Regions from separate parts of the Mus musculus genome. Here region 1 is linked to region 2. A link is a contact called in public Hi-C data. All regions are on one chromosome and are shown on one strand. Each heading gives the region's core, a stretch centred on a gene start, on an enhancer-like site or on the middle of the called end of the contact. The rest is flanking DNA. Distances are from core to core; before and after follow the strand shown. Region 1 overlaps Gm15212 (a long non-coding RNA gene). Region 2 holds the start of S100g (S100 calcium binding protein G).

The links. Hi-C and Micro-C count contacts between places; a contact is called where the count stands out from the background.
Region 1: a contact with region 2 is called in a Hi-C map of embryonic stem cells, with 1.9 times the contacts expected there. The contact joins the enhancer-like site here to the promoter of S100g in region 2. A contact is called at or near these places in 3 of 39 promoter capture datasets (the 3T3-L1 cell line, the C10 cell line and liver), 1 of 484 Hi-C or Micro-C datasets (embryonic stem cells) and 1 of 115 datasets of contacts at active chromatin or transcription factors (embryonic stem cells).

The regions. Positions count from the first base shown.
Region 1 is chrX:163,249,848-163,256,444 of GRCm38.p6, forward strand. Gm15212 (a long non-coding RNA gene) reads left to right here. Exons shown (of 3, transcript XR_387100.3): 2 at 5,378-5,408. Among named protein-coding and RNA genes, the nearest start is that of Gm15212, 7.2 kb to the left of the region's middle. Within about 2 kb of position 3,379, at least 5 of the 459 cell types and tissues checked have an H3K27ac peak or open chromatin away from gene starts, as enhancers often do. A contact at or near this core is called in embryonic stem cells, where this site is marked.
Region 2 is chrX:162,962,885-162,969,236 of GRCm38.p6, forward strand. S100g (S100 calcium binding protein G) reads right to left here and starts at 1,715. Exons shown (of 3, transcript NM_009789.2): 1 at 1,629-1,715; 2 at 1,178-1,321. The coding sequence starts at 1,312. The region is part of intron 13 of Ctps2 (cytidine 5'-triphosphate synthase 2); the gene reads left to right.

The sequences.
Region 1 (6,597 bases), core at 2,129-4,628, 290 kb after region 2:
ATATTACGGTCCAACATGGACTGCATGGGAGGTGGTGGTCTCATAAGTTTATAACAAAGCTGAAGAATGAATTCCTATCCCCTAAATGATGCTGTAGTCATGGTAATGCTGTGATGCATTGGATCACTCATGTGTCTGTTGAGATGCTGTTGGAAACAAACCTATTGCACAGCTAGTTGAATTAAAACATAGCAATACATTTCTTATGCACAGTACATAATACTTAACAATGATAATAATTATTTCACTGGTATATGTATTTATTATGATAATAACAATGTTATGTATTTACAATGATAACTACTTTATGTATGTACTGTATTGTACTTAGAATCATTATTTTAGAATTTACTCTAAAGTAGCAGAAGCCTGTTTTTTTTAAAAAAAGCTGATGTAGGAAAATGGCCAAGTTGGTGTTGTGTTTGTTGCATAAGCATGAAGACTTGAGTTTGATCCCCAGAACTCAGGTACAAAGCTGGGCCTGGTGTGCATACTTGTAATTCTCCTACTGGGGAATGGAGACCAGATGATCCCCGAGGCTTGCTGGATAGCCAGTCTAGCCAAATCGGTGAACTCTCTGGGTTCAGTGACAGCCCCTGTCTTGAAAGAAAAAGTGGAGGATGATTAAGATATCTGACATTGATCTCCGACTTCTACATACATGTACAACCACACAGGTAGCACACATATAGCAAACTTTCCTGTGAAACAGTAATGCTGTGATATCTCAGCACTATCTCATGTGTATTATATCACTTGATTGCATGAAAAGACCATGAGAGTGATGGAGACATGCTGTCGAGGCTCATGGAAGTACACTTGGGATGGCATGGATTAATGGTGCATTTCTCAGAACAGAGCCTCCTTGCTAAGTCTCACTCACGCATGCACACACACACACATAAACTGACACACACACTCACACACTCACACACACACACACACACACACACACACACACACACACACACACACACAATCATAATATTCCCAAAGAAGTTAGAGTAAAGTTTCCTCATAATAACAAGGGAATAGAAAATGCTGTAGCCCTGAATACAGTCCTAATAAATACTATGCACCAGGCAATAGTGAAGCATGTCACAGGTTTAGTCCCAGGAAGTTCTAAAGGGAGTTGCCACCAGACTCAGGAAATCAGAAAATAAACACCTCCAAATTACCAAGAAGTTTCTGAAATTTAGCAGATGCACACAGTTCTCCCACTTTAAGGTCGTATAAATAACAAGGACGCCTGAAGAGATGCAGAGCAACATAGCTGCCAGGAAGTGACTTTCCAACTTGTGGAGCTTTAAATTCCTAAGGAGGAAGCTAGGGCGTGGTGCCTCACAACTTTATTCCCAGCACCAGGGAGGCAGAGGCAAGTGGATCTCTGTGAGTTCAAGGCCAGCTTGATCTACAGAGTGAGTTCCAGGACAGCCAGGGCTGTTTCACAGAGAAACCCTATTTCAAAACAAAACAAAAATAGCAAAAATAACAACAACAACAAAACAAAACTCAACAAAACAAATGTCCTGAGGAGGGCTCCAGGGCTCCAGAGGGCTCCAGGGCGCCAGGGCTCCAGCTTCCTGGAGTCATCACCAGTGCTCTGGTGAGCCTGCACTGCTGCTATTGCCTGGGAGTTATTAACCCTGATCTTTCCAGTAGCTCCTTACCCAAATCTCCTACAGCTAACTCCAAAACCCTCATAGCTTCACCACACTGGACTTTGTTGGTATTATTGGTATTGATATTTTTGTCTGTCTTCCTTTTCCTATCTGGAGTGAGTAGGTGTGTGTGTGTGTGTGTGTGTGTGTGTGTGTGTGTGTGTGTGCGCGCACACGCGTGCACTGGCATGTGTGTTGGATCTCCCCAGGAGCAGTGTCACACTGGAACAGTGCCATATTTGAATAGTTTCACACAGGAACAGTGTGCTACAGTCATTCTGAAAACTCAAAACAGGAACATCAAGTTTATTATATTTGTAAATATATACTCTCACCAAGACCTGGGTTCCTGATTGGTTCAGAAAGTTACTTTTCTATTCTTGTAGTAACTGTCATGGGGTACAGGAAGGAGAGCTTTAGAGGCATGGACATGAACTGGAACTTAAGGAATGTGTCAGAGATGAGCTGTCATTGAAATTAATATTGAAAGCTATATTGAAAAACAAGTTATAAATGCCTTTTTTTTGGCCAAAGCTTGGGAATTCCTTTATTATTGCTATGGTTAGTTATGTCTTTACCTGCAAGAGGTTCTTTACAGCAAAACTTAAGAAATTTCAAATTGAAGTGACAGAGAGGAGTGATCTCCTTTCAAGAAAGAGAAATGACTAAATATTAAAGTTAACAATATTATGAAACTAAGAAGATATGTTTAGGCTTATCACAGAAATGCTACATGTTTTCTATAAAAAAATTTACTGTTTAGAACAAAATCTTATTTGATAGTCCATCTTGCCTAGGTGAATACAGGGATTCTTTTCTGCCTTAATACCATGACAGTTTAATATCATTGCTTTGAAAAAATATACCTCAAACTCAAGCAGGATAATTTCCATGTGTATATATAAAAACAGACTTTTAAACATAATTTTATTTATTACTTTTCTGTGTCAAAATTTATCAAATCTCTCTCTCTCTCTGAGAGCCAGGCAAATTGCTTCAGTGTCTCTGCCAGATTTTATACTTTTCTTATAGTCCAAAAAGCAATCTGATTTAAAAAAGCATTTATCTCTTAGAAATATCTGTAGATGGGAGAATATACTCAAAGCACTTTATTTACTGGTATGAAAATGGTTGTATGTAACCCAGTATGATAAAAGTTCTTTATAATAAAAAAGAAATATATGTTAACAGAAACGTTGTTACATTTTTCAGCTTGAAAAAAATCTTTGTAAGAAGGTCTCACATAGTTCAGGCTAGCCTTGAACTCACTACATAAGCAAGGATAACCTTGAAGTGTTAAACTGTTGATTCCTGTGCCTCCACCGCCTCATTTCATTCTTTTATAAAAGTAAAGGCAGTGCTATGTGGTGTTTAGAAAGCAGCTACAGAGAACTCTGTGTTTATGAGCTTTTTCCATTCTAAAGACATGCAAAACTAGCAGCTCAGAGACTTAGCTACCTAAGGAAGAACCATTTTGATTTTGCAAGTCCTCATTTTACAGCAGATTCTAGGTTCTGTTTAGGTAAATCATCATGTGAAATGCAATTGTTTGCATATGAGTTTGATCTACTACTGTGTTGGGATGCCAACAGCTTTTTGGTGAAAGGACTTTGGTTTTGAGCAACGTCTCCTTTTCTTGTCATGTAGTACAACTGCTCAACTGAGCTTACTTAGAGGGTAGTATTGTGGATTTGGGAAAGAGGAGGTGGAGGAGGACAATGCAGGCTTTGTTCTGCACTTAAGCAAACCTTCTCCTTTTGTTCTTTCTCTTTCCCAGAGGGTAGCTCAGCGATAAGGAGACACCCTTTCTTTTCAGGAAAGGTGGACTCTGGAATGATGGGATGAATGGGCTGCATAGCAACAGAGAAATTCATTTAGGAGGCCATTTTGGACTTGAGTAGTCTTCCACTAGAGACTTGATTTAAAACACCTAGAAATTGGAATAAGCAAGCAGGAGAAAGTTCCTTAGCCAGGGTTTTTGCTAAATTTAAAATGGCAACATGTGATCAAATAAATATCCCTTGACAATGTCTGAAACATCTTTGGATGGGCCAGATACTCCAAGGGTGTTTTTTTTAAATTTCTTTTTTTTTGGGGGGGGGGTGGGGAAAGATCCTTTCATCAATACCCTGGATTTCTTGTTTTTCCTTCATATTCTCCTTTATGTAGCTTGAGTCTCCACTGAGCAACACACTTGGGAAAAGGAGGCTACAGTTTGTCAACACTTTAAAACATCTTTAAATGCGGGCACATGGCATCCAGGCAAGGAAGCAGAATGTGTTACTTCCTCAGTGTTAGACTAGTCCCCATTTACTACTCTATTTGACGCCAGGAACGTGGTATGCTTTGAAAGAGCAAGGGCTTACTTACCATTGAGGTTCACTGTGTTTATTAAATGGGTATTTTATATCTTTGTTATTCCTGGCAGTGTAATCTGTTTTTCAAGTATCTATCCTGTATGGTTACTTTTAGAGGAAAATTAGTATTTTCTGTATATTTATTTCATATGCAGCTACTTTACTGAACTTAAAAACCAGTTTAAAGTTTTTTTTCATGGATTTTATATCGTTTGATATGCATGAAATGTTCCCAGCTTGTAATGATACTTTTATGTTGATTTCTAATTTATACCTTATTGCAATGGTTAGAACTAAAATATGTTAAATATTTTAAAAGATTTATTTTTATTTCTAATGTATCTGTGTGTGAGTTTGTGCCTGTGCATGCAGATGCCCTCTGGGGCCAGAAGAGGGCATACATCCCTGGTTGTTGGAGCTTGGCTGGGGAATTGAGAACTCAACTTGGGTCCTCTGGAAAAGCAGTTTGTGCTCTTAATGACCAAGCCATATTTCCAGGCCTACAATGTTTAATATACATGATTATTATGAGAACACTTATTTGTATCTTTTCCCCCACTTTTGGGGATCAAGACCAGTGTCTTGGGGACACTAGGCAAATGCTCCATCAATGGGCTGCATCCCCGGACCTGTATCTTATCTTAACAGGGCTTAGAGCTACTGTTAAATGTATCTTCACTATTGTTTGATATGAACTTTTTACCATGGTAAAAATCATAACTTGACTCCCATGATAAAAGTTGACTCTCCCATGATAAAAGTTGACTCCCATTAAAAGTTGACTCTCCCATGATAAAAGTTGACTCTCTTAAAAAATTCAGTGTACTGTATAGTATATAGTTAACTATTTTCCTGTGGTAGTACAGCAGACCACAAGAACATTTTCACCCTTATGATGGAAACTCTATACAACCTTTCTAACAAACCCCAAATGGGTGGTATGTGTGTGTATGTATGTGTGTTTGTAAGTCAGGGGACAACTTTTAGGAGTTAGATCTCTTCTTCCACAGTAGGTTCCAGAGATAGTCTTGGATGTCCATTGACACACCTGGGAGAACCTCAACAGAATAATTGCCTTCACCAGATTTGTTTGTCATCATGTCAGTGGGTACCTTTCTTGAGTAATAATTGATGTAGGAGGGTCCAACTCACCATGGGCAGTACCATTTTGCGGCAGGTAGGCCTGTACTGGATAAGGAAGTTAGCTAAGCAAGCCAGAGGATCAAGCCAGTAAGCCATGTTCCCCCACAGCTGCTCCTTCAGTTCCTACCTCGAGTTCTTGTCCTCAATTCCTTTCCATAAAGACCATTAATCTGTAAGCAGATATAAACCTTTTCATCTTTTTTTTTCCTCCCTCAGCAACAGCAAACTAGGATATTAGGCTTGTGAGGTAAGTGTCTTTGTATCAGAGATAATTTTGTCCTATGTTTAATGAGTGTAAAATGATATCTCATTGTGACTTTGCTTTGTTTGTTTGTTTCCTAATAGATAGTGACATTGAAGGTCTTTTCATATGCTTTTGGCCATTTGTGTATTTTCTTTAGAGAAATGTATACATAGATCCTTGACCAACCTTAAATTTTTTATTATTGAGTAGTAGGAGCACTTTATATATTGAAGGTTAATATAATTGGTACCAGATATGACCCTCATATGCCTTCTATCATTTGCAAATATCTCCCCCAATACCATAGGTTGCCATTTCAGTGTCTCAAAGTTTTATGATTCATCTAGTCCCTTTGTCTTTGTTTTTGATGTCTACACATTTGCTGTCCTACCCAAGAAATGATTATTCATTCTAATGTCATGAAGCTTTTAATGCTTATTTAACTTCTGGAAGTTTGATAGTTTATCTACATTAACTTTAAAATACTTAATATAAAAAAGTCAGTTTTCTTTAAGTGTGTGGCCTCTTGTAGGTCAAATATTGTACAATTTCTATACAATATTTGATGGCATTGCATTAAACTTGTAATTGTACTAGGTAGTATGGGCATTTAGACAATTTTTGTGTCTATGTGGGTAGATGTGTATATTTCTATGATGATACATATGCATGTATGTGCACATGTGTGTGGGGAGCAGAGATCAACTTTCCATGTCATTTGTGTTATGGTATCCACCATGTTTTTTGAGGCAAGGTCCACCACTGGCCTGGAGCTTGTCTAGAAGATTAGACTGAGGAGGCTAGCAAGACCCAGGGCTCTTCTTGTCTCCAAATCTCTGATGTACAGGTTATAAGGTCATCATACCAAACATTATTTTTAACATTGGTTCTGGGTATCAAACTCGTATCCTTAGTCTTGCAAGGTAAATGTTATTGACTAAGCAACACTGTTATAACAGATAGACATGGGATATTTTCCTACTGACCTATAGCTTCTTGGATTTTTTCTATCAGTGTTTTTTTTTTCAATTCTAGTATACAGTCTTTTGCTTCCTTAAGTTTGCCCATAGGCATTCTTTTTGATCCTATTACAAATGTGTCTTCCTCCAATTTCTTCCCCCTTTGATCTGTTCATTGCTAGCATATAGAAGTACAGCTAGCTTTTGAGCATTGAGTTTGGGTCTTGCAACTT
Region 2 (6,352 bases), core at 465-2,964:
GTATTTTATGAGATCTAAATGTCTTTATCTTTAAAAATGTTCTTCAAACTAGACCTGGTAGCTCAAACCTGTAATCCCAACTGCTTAGAAGGCTGAAGCAGGGGGATTGCATTGAATTTGAGGTTAGCTTGGACTGCACAGTGAGTTTTAGGCTATACTGGGCTACATAGACCCTGTTCCAAAAGCGATAAAATTCTAACAGTTTATCATGTAACCAGTTTTTAAAAGATTTATTTATTTATTTTTAAAAATGTAAAGAAAAATTTATGCGTATGTGTGTTTTGGATGCATGTATGAATATGTGCCACGTGTGTCTGGTACCCATAGAAGCCAGAAGAGGGCGTTGGATCTCTCCCTGAGATCAGAGTTACGGATGGCGTCAGCAGCCCTGTGCCTGCTGTGAACCAAACCTTTCCAACCCTCATCTCGCCATTTTTATGTGGACACTTCACCAGTGTCAAGTCTGTATACTTTACCATGCAGCAAATGTCCACATACATATCTGAGGTCTTGTGTTTAAGTCCCAGCAACATATAATAACAAAATAACACATAATGTTATTTTGAATTGTAAGAAAATTAGGAAATACTTCCCTGTACATATGTAGCAGATGTACAGCTTGCTGGAGTGGGGGCTATCCCAAAAGCCGTTACCTGTATGTGGGCTATGTTCTTCTAGCTGGGCTGCCCATATGGCCTCAGTGGGAGAGATTACACCTAGCCCTGCAGAGACTTGATATGCTAGGGTGAGGGAATACCCAGGGAGGGCCCTCACCTGCTCAGAGGAGAAGGGGAGAGGGGATGGGGGGAAAGGATTGTGGGAGGGGTGACCAGGAGGGGGGGGCAGTGATCGGAATGTAAAGTGAGTAAGTAAAAATTAAATTAAATAAAAAAGAAAGTTAGGAAACACTAGGCTATGTTATATTTTCAGCTGTGTGTGTGTGTGTGTGTGTGTGTGTGTGTGTGTGTGTGTGCACACAAAACACAAAAGTTCTGTGGACTGTGGCTGTAGCTCTGTGATAGAATACCTGTTTAGTCTTTGCTAGACCCTGGATTCTCTGCGGCCTTGTCCCCCCAGGGGTTTCCTGAGGTGGCCCTCAGCCCTCATCTATGGCTTCTCTCTCACCACCAGAGAAAGGCTGCTGCCCCCGGCTGTGCCTGTCAGGGTGTGCACTCACCTTCAGGAGGCTGGGGAACTCTGACTGAATCAGCAGCTTTAGCTCCTCCTTGGAGAGCTGGTCCGGATCGCCTTCCTTGGCTGCATATTTTTGAAAAATGCTCTTCATTTCTGCAGGAGACTTCTCAGCACACATTTTGCTGGCCTGTAATTTGAGAAGAAAATAAGATGTACCAAAAAAAAAAAAAAAAAAAGCTCAGGTGGCGCTTTTATACCAAGTGTTGCCAACAGGGTTTTCCTGCGATCCCCCCTCCCTTGGGAAAGACGAGGGGGAGAATAAGAAAAAAAGGGAGAGGCGAGGAGACAGGTGGGAATATCATGAGTGGCTTCCAGTATATTTTAAAGCAGTCGGGTTAGGGGTCAGGGAGCATAGGAGGAGGCTTGCTTAGCCTGTTGGAAGCCCTGGGTTCTACCCCCAGAAGCCCACAAGAGCATGCTAAGACCACACTGACCTGCTCACCAGTCAGTGCAACCGCTGCAGGAGTCAGACAGGAACAGCAGGTGATAGCGGCTGAAGAGCCAGGAGGGGCTCTTTTATAGTCTTTACAGACACACCACCCTGATTGTGAAATTCCCCTTTGTTTACTATTTAAGGGTAATGATTAATGGTTTCTGAAACCAAGCTTAAGACTCTCAATTAAGGTCAAGCTTCAATAGAGAGCTACTTCAACAATTGCTTAATGGTTCAGAGTCCCAAGGGTAAAATCTGGATTTTCTTCTCCTTTAGAATATTTTCCCTCCAGTATAGAATTTTGACCTTGCGCACAGCCCACATTTCGAAATGCAGTGGAATTGCAGATTTAGGCTTGGAAAACAAAATTTCCTACTCAGAAAAAAAAAAATCTGTCACAGACGGACAATACTATATGGCTTCTAAAAGAACAAAATGGGGGGGGGTTGCGGGGTGCTGGAGAGATGGCTCAGCATTTGAGAGGTACTTGTCCAGGGGACTCAGCACCTACATGGTGGCTCACACCTGCCTGTAACCCCAGTTCCAGGGTTTCTGACACCCTCACACAGACATACATGCAGGTAAAACGCCAAGGTCCATAGAATAAACATAAATTATATATAGAAAAATTAGAGCATGGCCCTGGAAGTTATACGGACACTTTGTGCGTGCTAGGCTCTTTAGCATTTACTACACTGAGTAGATGAGGGGGATTGGTTGCTTCAGAAGCAGGTTTAAGAAATGGGAAGATAGATAAAAATTCCTGATTTTATTTGGCAAAGCGATTTCTCTCTTTTTGGATTATTAGTCTCAGCTCTCCTTTTATTTCTCATTATACTTACATCCCTTCCTCGTCCTCTCACCTCCTCCTTTCTCCTTCCCTCCTTCCCTTCCTCTTATTCCTGGCTGACCTCGGACTTGCTATGACCAAGCTAGCCTTGAAGTCATGGAGATCTGCCTCCTTCTGCCTCCTGTGTTGGAGTGAGCAGTTTGTGTCACCATGCCCAGCTGTATTTCTCCAGTGTGTAATAAAATATATTTTGTTAAATCATTCTAAAACTCACAAAAACACTGGAGTTGTACTTAAACACTTAGAACTATTTCAGAACTTTTGGAATAGCCAGGATTTGAAATTAGAGATGAAATTGTTTTTGTTTTTTTCTGGATAGAGTTCTGTCCATGAACTAAGTAGGACATTACTCTAATGCTGATTAGAACTCGCAGGTAGGGACTCCAGATTGACTTCAGAAGTCTGTTAATGGCTTTTAAACACTTGGATACTTAGAATTTTCTCTAACCTACAGTATATTACCTACAAACTCAGGGTTGGAATATTGGGCTGTTCTTTGCCCAGATGTTTTTCATGTCTAAAATTTTAGGACCTTATTTACATTGGAGAGCAAATATGAAATGCTGTGGTGTTGCTTACATGATTCTGGTCAGTCCTGAGCATTTATTATTCCATAGGTTTTGGCTGTTTTATTGTAATTTATCTGACTCGAGTACAGACTTTCTGTATTAACCAACCCGTTAGAGTTAGTGGCACTTTAGGTCAGTCTGTCAGTAGGCAGGTAGGTCTGTCTTTTGTGTGTGTGTGGTATATACATGTACATACATGTGTATACAGATCTATAGGATATCAGGTGTCCTGCACTATCAGTCTTATACCTTATTCCCTTGAGATAGGGTCTCGAATGGAACCTGAGCTTGATTGGTGGCCAGAAAGCCCAGTAAAACCACCTATCTGGTCCCCTCTCTCATAGTGCTGGCCTCACAGGCACCCGTACAGCCAGGCCTGGCATGCGTGTTGGGATCCAAATTCAGATCTTTGTGCATATGCACTGAATTATATCTCCAAACTCTATATTTATTTGTTTATTTTTACAGACCAGGTCTCTCATATGGCCCAGTCTGGCTAAGAATGACTTTGAATTCCTGATCCCTCTGCCTCCACCTCAGCAGTGCTGGGATCACAGGTGTGTGCTACCATGTCTAACAGGCATGGGTTTTAGTTGATGATTTTATACAATAGGACTCTGATTTGGGCAATGTTTTAAAAAGGGTTTTAAAAATTGTCCAGTATTTTGGTTGGTTTGTTTCTTTGTTTTACATGTAAGTTCTAGTCTCCTGGGAGGAAGTGAGTTTTGGTGACTAATCATAGTTTTTCCTCCAACATCTTTTTTGGGTTGCTGTTGGTTTGGTTTTTGAGATGGAATCTCTTTGTTTAGTCCAAGTCACAGTGTTTTCCAGGCTACCTTTGGACTCCTTCCTGGTCCTCGTATCTTCGTCGTCTGGACTGATGGCCTTACTTTAACATCTTTAAGGTTTTTTGTTTTGTTTTACATCTAAAGTGAAGTGGCAAGAATAACACACAAGGGCACCGTTTGATTAGAGCCTTTACATGGGAAAATTTCCACCTTGGTTTTTCCTCCTCATAAATCATTTGAGAATAAGTTGTGGAATTTCACTGGTTTCCCTGCAAATATCTCCTTGGATTCCTACGGACAAGAACTTTTTTCTATATAACCTCCATCTGTTACCATAGCCTATATTTCAATCTCCTCAGTTGTGGAAATATCACATTAAACTATTGTCTTTTCTTAAATGATCATTTTGGAGCTAAAACCGAGGAGAGTTGGTATCATATTTTTTTGTGTGCCTATATTGAAAAGTGATTTAAAACTGTATCTAATCCAAATATGAAATTATATGATATGTCTTATATAACATTCTCAAGTCATATCATGTACCATATATGATGTGTAGAAATATAAAAATGCATAATACACACATTCAAAGGATCAGTGTTAAAATAGTACAGGCCAGCCGTCATTTAGGCCCCACATTGTTCATTTCAAGGGAAGACCTCTGCTTAAAGTGGCCCAGTGCTGCCTGTCAGAACTCAGGCTTGTAGCAAGTGCCAACGGAACTTGAAAAACACACTGTGATTCTCCTCATTCTTTTGCATGCTTGTCTCCTCTAGTGGTTATCTCTCGAGGCTTATTGTTCTCTTTATCTTTGCACTCAAAAGCACGAGGGTAACCCGGCAGTTAGAAACACGAAATCCACTAATAGTCCCATGAAACATTAACTAACAGGCTATGGAAACATGCCATAAAGGCAGGGTGTGTTCCAAAGAGTGTGTTTTGAAATGACAGAATGGGAAAGAATGACAGGTACAAGATTGGTAATGGAAAAACTGAGACGCTCGGTCTTTGGACAGACTTCAGGTTTTTTCTCCCTCGGGAAGACCAAGTGCTCTGGGCATCTGTGCCTTCTGTGGCCACGTTTTCTGCTCAAGAATCAATAACATGGAATGCATGAAGAAAAAAAAATCCTTTTTGTGTGGTATGTAGTTCAGTTGGCAGAGTGCTTGCTTAACATGCATGAAGCCCTGAGTCTTATCCCCAGCACCCCATAAACTTGACATGGTGGTGCACGCCTGCAATCGTGGCACTTGGGAGGTGGAGGAAGGGGAATCAGAAGTTTAAGGTCTTCCTCTGCTACATATAAGAAGTTTGAGGCCAACCTGGACCACATGAGACCTTGTCTTTAAAATGTTTTGTTTTCTTTTTAATTTCTAGTTGTATGAGTATTATTCATAACCAAGTCCGCACAAAACAAAGTGGGTGCAAAATGCTATGTTATCTTTGACTTTGAGATGTAAAAGACCCTGAACTCATCCTTTCTAAGGAAGTTATGTAAAAGGATAATTTTAGTTGTCCCTAAAATTGACAGCATACTTGTCTCCCTTACTTGGCTTTTACTTGGTGCCTGTCCTCCCTGGCCATCAGAGTTCCTTTTCTTTTCTACTTCCAGCTTTCCTTTCTACTTTGACTTTCTTTTGCACTTTGCCTGGGGTGTGCATCTACTGCCTGCGCTAGTCTTCGGTTCTGAGTTCCCAGAGGCCTCTGCGTGGGAGCCAGTACTGAATCAGGGCTTTTGTTTTGCTTTCTTTTAAAACTATGGCCACTCAAATCCTACAGCCTCCCGAAATCATTGTAACGACACTATGAAAGAGATAGTGTTCCCTTTGGTCTATCGATGGACAAACAGGACAGTACCAGATTCCTGTTGCTGCTTTAATAAGTTCTTAGGCAGTACCTGGAAACATCACAAACTTACTCCCTTTTGGTCTTGTAGGTCAGAAGTTTAAAGTGGGTCGACAGGCTGTGTTCCTTCTGAAGTTACAGGAGAGACTGCTTATTTTATTTTATTTTATTTTATTTTATTTTATTTTATTTTATTTTATAGCATCTAGAGGCTGCTTGTTCACGGGTACACCCTCTATCCTGAAAGCCAGGAGCTTAACATCTTCCAGTCTGTCTGTAATGTTTGCTTTTTCACCTCTGATTCTGTCCTTCCTTCCTCTGTCAGGGTCCCACATGATTATGTGGGTTCACACTCAGAACCCAGAATAAACATCCATGACAGAGTGAATTCCTGAGAAGCGAGGAGCTCATCCCAGCTCTCTTCTCTCTGGCTTCTGTCGTGACACAGCAAGAAAGCCCGACTCCCTCATCCCAGGAACTTTAACATAAGCACATTTGTAAACTCTTAGGTCACAAAAGGTCAGAGGTCCTTAGGTTCTAAGAACTAGAATGTGGACGTCCTTGGAGAGGTATGGGAAATGAATTAACAATATATAGGCGATTGATTTGGTGAGGAGAATGTATTGATTATAGGGCAATTGGAGGATGCCCCTGAATGATGGGTGTGTGTGTG